Linked DNA regions of Mus musculus: all the other regions are linked to region 1. A link is a contact called in public ChIA-PET and Micro-C data. All regions are on one chromosome and are shown on one strand. The core of a region is the stretch at or near the end of the contact, and the rest is flanking DNA. Distances in the headings are between cores, read along the strand shown. Region 1 holds the start of Gk5 (glycerol kinase 5 (putative)). Region 2 holds the start of Zbtb38 (zinc finger and BTB domain containing 38). Region 3 holds the start of Rasa2 (RAS p21 protein activator 2).

What was found. A called contact is a pair of places that touch in the nucleus more often than the background predicts. ChIA-PET counts read pairs in DNA pulled down with a chosen protein or histone mark.
Region 2: a contact with region 1 is called in an RNA polymerase II ChIA-PET map of memory CD8 T cells, with 7 read pairs. The contact joins the promoter of Zbtb38 here to the promoter of Gk5 in region 1. A contact is called at or near these places in 2 of 115 datasets of contacts at active chromatin or transcription factors (double positive thymocytes and memory CD8 T cells).
Region 3: a Micro-C map of embryonic stem cells shows a contact between it and region 1, with 13 times the contacts expected there. The contact joins the promoter of Rasa2 here to the promoter of Gk5 in region 1. A contact is called at or near these places in 5 of 39 promoter capture datasets (the 3T3-L1 cell line, the C10 cell line, liver and 1 more), 2 of 484 Hi-C or Micro-C datasets (embryonic stem cells and pre-B cells) and 1 of 115 datasets of contacts at active chromatin or transcription factors (pro-B cells).

What each region holds. Positions count from the first base shown.
Region 1 is chr9:96,117,766-96,120,918 of GRCm38.p6, forward strand. It overlaps Gk5 (glycerol kinase 5 (putative)), which reads left to right and starts at 1,664. Exons shown (of 16, transcript NM_001368879.1): 1 at 1,664-1,847. The coding sequence starts at 1,686.
Region 2 is chr9:96,718,193-96,721,345 of GRCm38.p6, forward strand. It overlaps Zbtb38 (zinc finger and BTB domain containing 38), which reads right to left and starts at 1,658. Exons shown (of 3, transcript NM_001359959.1): 1 at 1,594-1,658; 2 at 18-117.
Region 3 is chr9:96,629,941-96,633,093 of GRCm38.p6, forward strand. It overlaps Rasa2 (RAS p21 protein activator 2), which reads right to left and starts at 1,563. Exons shown (of 24, transcript NM_053268.2): 1 at 1,424-1,563. The coding sequence starts at 1,553.

The sequences.
Region 1 (3,153 bases), core at 414-2,913:
GTGAGAAGTACACCAACTGTTAACACTGCCTACACTGAACTTTTCTTAGTTGTAAGCAGGGAAACTAATGGCTAACTGTATGAATAAGCTTGACTAGGTTACTTGTACATTGCTGTGGGAGGTGTAGTTTAGATGTGATTGACATTTAAATCTGTATCCCCAGTAAAGATATCACACACACACACACACACACACACACACACACACACACATGACTGAGCTTCCCCCGATTAGTTGAACACCAGGCAAGCTTTGGAAAAGGGCAAAGGCAAGCTTCGGGAAGGAGGAAATCAAAACTGTAAGCATGGAAGTGTGCCTTCTTTTCCAGGCTGCCAGCAGGCCCTACAAGTTTCTAAGCTTGCCTGGACCTACAACCAATTCTTTAAAGTTTCTTTCCCTCAGGAACTGGGAGAGATAGCTCCGTAGGTAATGTGCTTGCCAGTCAAACATGAGGACCAGAGTTTGGTGCCTATTCACGACAAGAGCATATAGAATCCTAGGGAGCCTTTGGTCCTAGTAAGAGATTGCCTTGAGGAACAAGGTCAAACTTCAGTTGTGGCTCTCAGGTTCTGGCTCTGCCTTCCCTCTGGTATTTGTACAGTTTCAGTTTCTCAAGAGAATCGGACAGCATAGGACTATTAGTCATGCATACAACGCTGGAAAGTCTCTCTCTCTCTCTCTTTCTCTCTCTCTCACACACACACACATTCATGCATGACCAATTGGTCACCAACGATATAGGGCAGACCTGTGCCAGATGGTGCAAATAGGCATTGCTGTGTAGAGACAGACTATTAAGAGAAGCCACAAACAAACAAAAATAAATATGGTGTTCACAGTCAAGCTTCAAGTGACAACCCAAATCCAACTTGGCAAATCTCTGGGAAGCAAGTAGGCTAACAGAGTAATATAAACAAGAAAATATTCCTTTAAGCTGATAAGCTACCCACAAAACATTCTCACGAAATTTAAACTTTGTGTCGCGGCAAAGGCCCTTTAGTGCCATACAAAACTTGGACATCTATTCATCGTTGTGTAATACATGCAAGCTTTTCTGGGAAGACTTCATGAGGAACCTCCTATACTTTTGAATGTCTTCCCACGGACTGGAAAGATGGCTCACTGGTTAAGAGCACTAGTTGCTCTTGCTGAAGACCGGGGTTTGGTTATCATTGCCTACATGGAAGCTTGCAATCGTCGGAGGTCCTCTTCTGACTTCTACATGCATCAGGCACATGTGGCTCACACACATAAATACAGGCAAAAAACTAAGTGAACATGAAAAAAAGTTTAAAATTTTTTCATCTCACTTGATTTTTCCTAACAGATATTCGTAAAAAAGTAATCTGGGCTAGAAGGGAACTAAAAAGTTTCAAAGTAACGGTCGCTGAACGGTGACATCCAGTACAGCGCTGCGGTAAACGCCATCTTTGCCAAATTCCCACGAGCTGCTCGGCGCGCTGCCCTGACGTCACGGTGCTAGGGGCGGAGCGTGGGGTAGCAAGGCTTCCCGAAGGGGCTGAACGAGGCGGGGCGGGGTCTTGTGAAGGGGCGGAGCCTAACTCGTCGAGGGGCGGGACAGGGCGCGGTGTAGGAGGGGCGGGGCCGCGAGCTCTCCGCCCGGGGTCTGGCGTTTATAGCTCCGCGCTGGCCGGCCCGTGGCGACTGCAGTGTTCGGGGTCGCGATGTCAGGGCAGCAGGAGCGTGCAGAGCGGCAGCGAGAGGAACTGAGCGCGTCGGCCTCGCCGCCCTCCCGCTTCGTGCTGGGGCTGGACGTGGGCAGCACGGTGATCCGCTGCCACGTCTATGACCAGACGGCGCGAGTGCGAGGCTCCAGCGCGCAGAAGGTGACTAGGCGCGGCGGGAGGGTCTCGGGATCTGACTGCACCCTAGCTCTTCCTGCACCTCTGGGGGGCTCGGGCCGGCGTGGCCCGGTGTCTGTCTCTCGCTTCCTGTCCCGCGGGACTCAGCGCTCTAGCTTTACCTGGGTGGAACCGAGGTGACTCTCGGGGCAGCGCGGGCAGATTGTGTATATGTGGACAGAAGGTGGTTAGTGATTTGCGTGGTTTTTCTGCACTTCCTCGTCGACCTTTTATGCCTTTTAGCTCTTCAGATTTTGATGGAATATAAAACTGTGGGTTTTTTTTTTTCGGTTGTGTTATTTAAACAATTCGTTGCATTTATTATTTGTGTATCTGTGTGTGCTCGCGTGCTATATGGCACACATTTAGGAGTCAGAGGACAACTTTCTTGGGCATCGGTTTTCTCCTTCCACCATGTTGGCCCGGTCCCTAGGATTGAACTCAGGTCTTCAGGCTTGGCAGAAGTACTTTTACCGCCAAGCCACCTTACTGGTTGCGTTCGTAAAAGTGCTAGGTCCTCACATTAACATTTAACTTCCATGGATATTGGAGACACTGAGCACATTTTGAAAGCTTTGTTATCCTTATTTCTTTCCATCTTTGAGAATTCATTAAAAAGTATCTTCTGGCTTGAGAAGCCTGCCAAAGCATTGGTTGGTCTTTGTTAGCAAAGCCTTAAACCTCAGATGATACTAGTTAACAGCCAACCCCCATTTTAATAAAGCGCTAATTTCTATACAGTGGTCAATGCAGTTGATTGAGTGTAGTGTTCTTATTTACTCCTTTAAATACTAGCATTTTCTAATGTTTAAAATATTAGCGAAGGGATATGAGAGCCATTTAACTTCTTCCTTACAGCACTGGGCTCCCCCCTTTTTTCCCTGTGCTATCCTACATCGACTAGGGTAAAAGTTAAGTAGTGACTGCCTTAAGAATTTACTTTGAGGAAATAGACTAGACGTTCCCTTCAGGGATCTGAGCTAGGAGGTGAGTTGCAGCAACTGCGCTGCTCGCTCTCTCTCTGGCCAGCTGTGTCGGAACACTGCCCACCCACTCAGTCCATCCCTGTCCCAACCTTTAAGGACAGGTCTAAGGCACATACTGAGCTCTTGTCGTATTGCAAGTCTTTATCACAAACACAACGATACTTCTTAGTTTTTCTTACAATTCTAGTCACAAAGTACTTTTGCTGAAACGGTGCATTTTAAATTTTTTTTTTTTAATTAAGGAATGAGAGTTTGGTTCAGGAAGGAGATGGCTCAGCAGGTAAAGAGGACTTCCCAGTCCTCCC
Region 2 (3,153 bases), core at 408-2,907, 600 kb after region 1:
ACATAGACCTCAGTTACCTCAGAACACGCCAGCCTTGACGGAGTTAGCTTCTGTGCTTTGGCAGAAATCACTCGGAAATCCTTGGTTCTGAGCCCGCCATGTCTTCCATATCAAGATCTAAGAGAAGATGAAAGTGCAGGGATTCAGGACTAGTGTCTAGGATTCAGGACTAGTGTCTAGGACTCAGGACTAGTGTCTAGGATTCAGGACTAGTGTCTAGGATTCAGGACTAGTGTCTAGGATTCAGGACGAGTGTCTAGGATTCAGGATTTCAGCCACAAAAGTCATTGCCGTTAGTATATGTGAGGTGCCTTTAGGACATCGGGAACTCCACCAAGTGCTCTCAGCGGATGGGTAAATCTCCGTAACACCCCTCAGCTGTAGGGAACAGTTCCCCATTTTACAGCTGCAAACAGTGCCGTGAACCTGTTTCTGGAGGTCACCCTGGGTGAGTGTCGGGATTCAAACCCAGGTTAACATCAGCACAAACCCAGTCTGATTTGGGTGCAAAATCCCCACCACAGAACGCTAAATTGGAGTCTTAAAGGCTTTTTTGACAGTGACCCATTTTATTACAAATGATGTTATATAAGCCAAAGGCTTCATTAAACTATGCTTATCTGTACTGTGTGCAACGGTTACTTTTTCTAGTCTTTTCGCACTATATATTCTAATCTTTTCAAAATTTTCAGCAATGACCCATCAAAGGAATTCTAATGCGTGTTTGGTCCTGGAAAAACACTGGTAGAAGGCCTATCATCCTAGCAGTCAGTCAACCGCTGCAAGTGGCAAGTTCGAAACCAGCTTGGGCTAACCTATTAACCATTCTAGGCTCCTTAACCAGACCCTGTCACAAAACACAAACTCTGCTCTTTGATCTTAGCTACTGTAAGACGCTATAAGTTTCTCTGAAACCACAACAAAACGAGTCTTTCCAGCCACGCGAACCAGAGCAAGCACTTGAGCTTCCCAATTAGGTGAATGCCCTTTAACCTTTCAAATATGCATACGCAACATAAACGGTTATCATTTAGAACCGATCATTACAAGGGTTTTCCAATCAGGCCCAATATCCAGAATGGGAACCAGGCACTTACCCACCGCAAAGCAGGAGTTATAAAGTGGAAGCGCAGACAGATTAAAATCTCAGGTTATTTATCAGCTAACCTGCAAAGAGGTGTCTAAAGGCTGACTGTTGAATTGTCCCAACGGACAGACGGCTGCAGCAAGCAGGAGCAGGAGGCCAAGGCTGCAACCCCTGGAGGCAGGGCCCTGCCTTTGAACATCCGGTTCAATTCCAGGGGCTTGGTGTCGCACTAGGATCTCATCGCGAACGGGTAGGGTCAGGAAGCAGCCCGGGTTTGCGCTTCACCGGAGGGGAGGCGCGACAGTCCCGAGCCCCAGGTGCGCGTCACTCCCCGCTGCCCCCCTGCAGCCGAGCCTGGTGGGGCGGGACGCGGGCACCTGCGGACGCTGGCTGCTCCGTAGGCTCCGCTCCGCTCCGCGTCCGCTGCAGCCCGGCGCGAGCGCTGCCCACCGGCTCCCGCCTCCCCACCTCCACGCCCCGGAGTCGCGCGGACCCCGCGCACTTACGGGGCTCCGCTCCGCCGCCCGCGCGCTTCCCGCGGGGTCCATGGCGCTTCCGGACCTGCGAGTCCGGCCGCAGCGCCGCCCAGAAAATGGACGCCGGCGGCTGGGCCCGGACGCCCCGGTCTGCCCCTGGTGCAGTGCAGGCCGGACGGTCGCTCGACCTCGGGCGCCGACGCGCAGGGCTTCCGGGACGCTGCAGGCCGCGAGGCTCCCGCACCCCCCGGCGCCACTGCGGCAGAGCCAGGCTCGCACAGATGCTGCGCAGCCACCGAGCAGGCCCCGGGCACCCTATGCAGTTTTAACCCGCACCAAATTCTGAGAACAGGGTGTCACCTGTGCTTTCTCATGGCTGTCAGGGGACGCCTGGATTATTTCCCACCATGGTATAAGAACTGTTTCATGCAATGAAAAAAATAAAAGCCACCGACTGCCCGCTGACATCCTTCCCACACAGATTCGCAGTGTGGCACCTACTGCCCCACGCACACCTAAGTGCAGGTGTTTGTTTTGAACCATCCAGCATTGAGTCTTTAGTATTTTTTGTTTGTTTTTAGTTTTTGATTTTGTGTGTGTGTGTGTGTGTGTGTGTGTGTGTGTGTGTCCTTTGGAAAACGACTCGCTCCCTGGCAAAACCTTAAGGTTTTGAAAAAGGGTATTTTCCTGGAATACAGTACTTGCCATTTATGCACCCCAGTTCCTTGACCAAACATTAAGAATATGATCATTTTGGTGAGCTGAGTAGATTTTTAATACTATATGCAAAGTAAAGCCCCATAAACGATGCAGGAAGAATGGTGTCACTTAAAAAAATGCAGAGTTGTGAAGGCTGACAGGTTGGGCAACGTGCATACACATGTAACGAGCAGTTCCCGACCTTCTCGATGCCAAACACCCTTTTATTCTCTCGCTCCATAGGCCAGTGTTCACAGATTAACTCCACTAAACTGCATGTATTAAGTAATGATTCATCTTCCCCTTAAAAAAAAAGGGAGCTTGAATGTTTTTGTCTACATAACTGCCAATGAGAACTTCCACAAGACCTGATCTAACTTGTTGGCAATGGTAGATACCAGCCTTAAAAAACAAAACTGAAGAAACTCGTGGTCTAATTGCCTGTTTGTGTTTCCATTGAGGCTTTTAGAAACTCTGAAGATGATTTTAAAATTCGGGAAAACTGGTGCACAAAGACTGGGAAGTCTGTAAGCTGTATGGCTGTGGCTGATTCCCTGGGACCGGTGGGAGGTAGCGGGCAAGGTTGGTTGGCCTTCTGGATTCAGCAGGCCTGTGTTGACAGCCTAGGTTTGTTGCTATGTACGGCCACTTCTCTGACCTTCAGCTTTGGTACCTAACATGCAATATGTTTTAGTATTAATGTCTACCTCCTAGGTGATTTTTTTAAATTGAATTAAATAATACACGTGGATCATTTACAATAGCACCTAGCATTGTAAGTGCTCTCTAACTTCAGACACGTCTGAGCATTGAAGGTTAACTATTCTGAGTTAGGGCTTCTGTTGTTTATAGTGGTTTTACATTGGTGATCTGCTAGGGTCACTTGGGACC
Region 3 (3,153 bases), core at 313-2,812, 510 kb after region 1:
GTAGGGGAAGAAAATTCTAGTGTATTTGGCTTTTCCCAAACATTACATACATGCAAATATTAACTGTAAGAAAGCTAATTTGTGAAAAGTTTACACCCTAAGAAAGTAACTTAAAATACTGGGAACTTAAGACGCACAAAACACCCACTGCTCTGGTGTAATTTCCCAAGTTTTAATACTTAAAAGTGTCTGAATTGGGAGTCCCAGGATGACGTCAGGGAATTGAAAAGTAACATTTAACATGCTTGCTCCTGGGGTTTTAATAAAATTCCAAATCCTTGAAAGGGGAGTAACATCAAAAACTCAAGTGGGAGAATCCAAAAGAAGCATCGAGATTTAAGAATTAAAGTTTATACTCTGCCAAAGAAAGAGCAGTATCAGCCATTCTAACACAATTGAATTTTCAACATATAAAATATCTCTTATAGCCAGGCATTATTTAGGAGACCGATTTCATTCTGGGGATAAAATAATCTGAATTAAAAAAGGTTTTCAACTAAAGTAACAATAAACTCTACTGATTCGCCAGTCATACAGTGAAAAGGGACCATCTCAATAAGCTGGGGGAAGTCGATCTAATATCAAAGGGTCGTTTTAAAGAGGAAGGATAGCAATGACAAACGAACTGGCCCGTCTCTGAGTAAGAGTCTACACTCATCGGTGCGGCTCTCACAAATGCACGGGAGAGAATCAAGTGGGTTGAGCGCGGACTGGATGACTGAGTTTTGAGACCTGCTCACAGGAAGCCACTACATCCTGCCCCAAGTCACCGTCAGTCACGCCGGCTCTCGATTCAAGTCCCCGCCGCGGCAAGGTGGGGCGGGCACAGGTGTCCCGCCCGAGCTCCCCGGGCGCCCCGCTCGCCCGCGCAGCCTCGCCCACCGGAGCCCCCGCCACCGGCTCCCGCAGTCCCCAGCGCCCGCCTCAACCTCGCACTGGCAGAGGAGCCCCAGGGAGCTCACACCCCCTCCTCAGCCCGCCGCCCGGCCCGGCCCGGCCCGGCCCCGCCCCGCCGCAGCCGGCCTCCCTCCCTCCTCCAGCCGCGCCTCCCTTGTAATTACCACGGGGCTCCCACCTCGGGCCGCTCCCGTCGTCCGCGGCCGCCCGCAGGCCTGCGTCGGAGGGAGGCCGGAAACTCCGCGCGCCCCCGGCCGCGCCCCGGGCTCCCGCGTCCAGGCCGCGCTCCAGGCAGCGCCCCTCGCGCCGCGCCGGTCCGGTCCGCGCGTGCAGGTCCTCACCCCGCTCGCTCCGAGGGGGAGCCCCGACCCGCGCCGGGCAGTCGGTCGACGCGGCGCCTCCCCCCAACACACCCCCATCCAGTCTCACCAGTCCCGGGCGGCCGCCGGTGCCGCCACCCCCGCGCGTGCCCGCCGCCCACCCTCCGCGCCGCCCCGGGGGTCCCCTCAGCCCCGGCCCCGCTTACAGATCCTGCCGCGCAGGCTCTGCAGCACTCGGACCTCACGACTGTCCTCGTCTCCCGTCTCCGGGTCTGCGCTGCCCGAGACGGCCGGCGCCTCGGGAGAAGCCGCCGCAGCAGGCGCTGCCGCCGCCATGGTGCCGCCCGGCCCCTACCCCAGCCCTACCGCCTGCGTAGCCGGGCAAGGCGGAGCCGGAGCGAGGCCTAGGCCGGATCGAGCCTCGCTGTAGCCCCGCCTCGGCCTCGGGCTGACTCGCCCCGCCCCTCGCGCCGTGCCCGCCCTGCATCCGCCTCGCCTTGCCTCCCTGGGCAAGTCGCGAGAGGCGCTCTGAAACCCCCACAAGGAGGAAAACCCTGGCCCTGCTGTGATCCCCAGAACCCTGAGAATTGGACGTCCCCCACGAACGGACCTCTAGGTCCCCAGATGCTCAAGGAAAAGAAAAGTCCCCAGTCAGAATGACTCCAGGTTCCAGGAAAAAGTTTGGCATTTTGGCAAACGTCAAGAGATGTATTAGAGACTCTTCCAGCGGTGTCTAGATGCTCCCGCAGTGCGGCACGTGGGGGACAAACCACATACTCAACCTTTGCTCTGGGAACATTGCTCTGCAAAAAGTTGGGTCAAGAAAAGGACCACAGACTCCGTCCAGTCCTGTCTGAGACCCAGAGAAATTTTGAGTTTATCACCAGTTTTGCATTTCAGAATCGGAACGGTGACCTCTTTCCCACTCCCAGAAGCAGGCTTTTTAGAAAGTAGATTGGCCCTGGGAAGTTTGTAAATCTTCAACTAGTTGTTGCCACTATCTTAAGGGAACTATTTACAGTGAGTAAACTGTGTGGATAACACCCTGGTATGTGAGGAGAGGGATGATTTCCTGGTCCTGAGGTTTAACTGCGCTGCCCTAAGAAGGAAGAAACTGATTTAATAGAGCAGGGTTGTTCTTTGCCAGGTGCTAGAGTCAGCCAGTCAAGGAATGTTTTCAGACATATAGGAATGGCCCTAGGGCAAAAAGACGGGGCAGAAGGCGCCAAGACCATGAGCACCTCAACCTGGAAGGGCACACAGAGAGAAGAAGCAAGTTGTGGAAACAGAGTCAAGGAGAGCCTGCCTGGGAAGAGTGAACAGACGACAAGCAAGCCCAGAAGCCACTTGTGCCAAGGCCAGTCAGGCAGACGGAGTGACCTAAGCTTGCTGGATGTCTTAGGCTACCGAGCAATACTTCCAGTCCAGCTGGTGATGCATGAGGGTGCCCCTTGTCCTGTACCATACAGCCTTGGAGAAAGTGAGCTTACCTCTCCTTCCAGGCATTTTGTTGTTTCAAACAGAAACTCCAAATGGTATTTCCCTTTCTTTCCAAATCAGAGCTCACACACCACAGGCCAGAGACTGGCTTTTTCTATTTTAAAACGTTTAATGCTTTATTGGTATGTCTTACTTATACACAGTCATGGTGTGATACCGTTTTCATACACATGTTTAATGTATGCATAGTATTCAATACCCTCTTCATCGCCGTCCACATCCCCTGCACCCCCTTCCTCTCCTCCCAGCTGGCTTTCTTCCCCTCCAATCCCCTGGAAGGTCAGTGGATGGCTGTTGGGAGGTGGTTCTCCTTTCACCGTGGGTTTCCTAGGGATTAACCCGGCCATCTGGTTTGGTATTAAGAACCTTTAATCACTGAGTCATCACACCAGCAAGACTTTTTTTTTTTTTTTTTAGTTCAATGAGTTTATGAGAG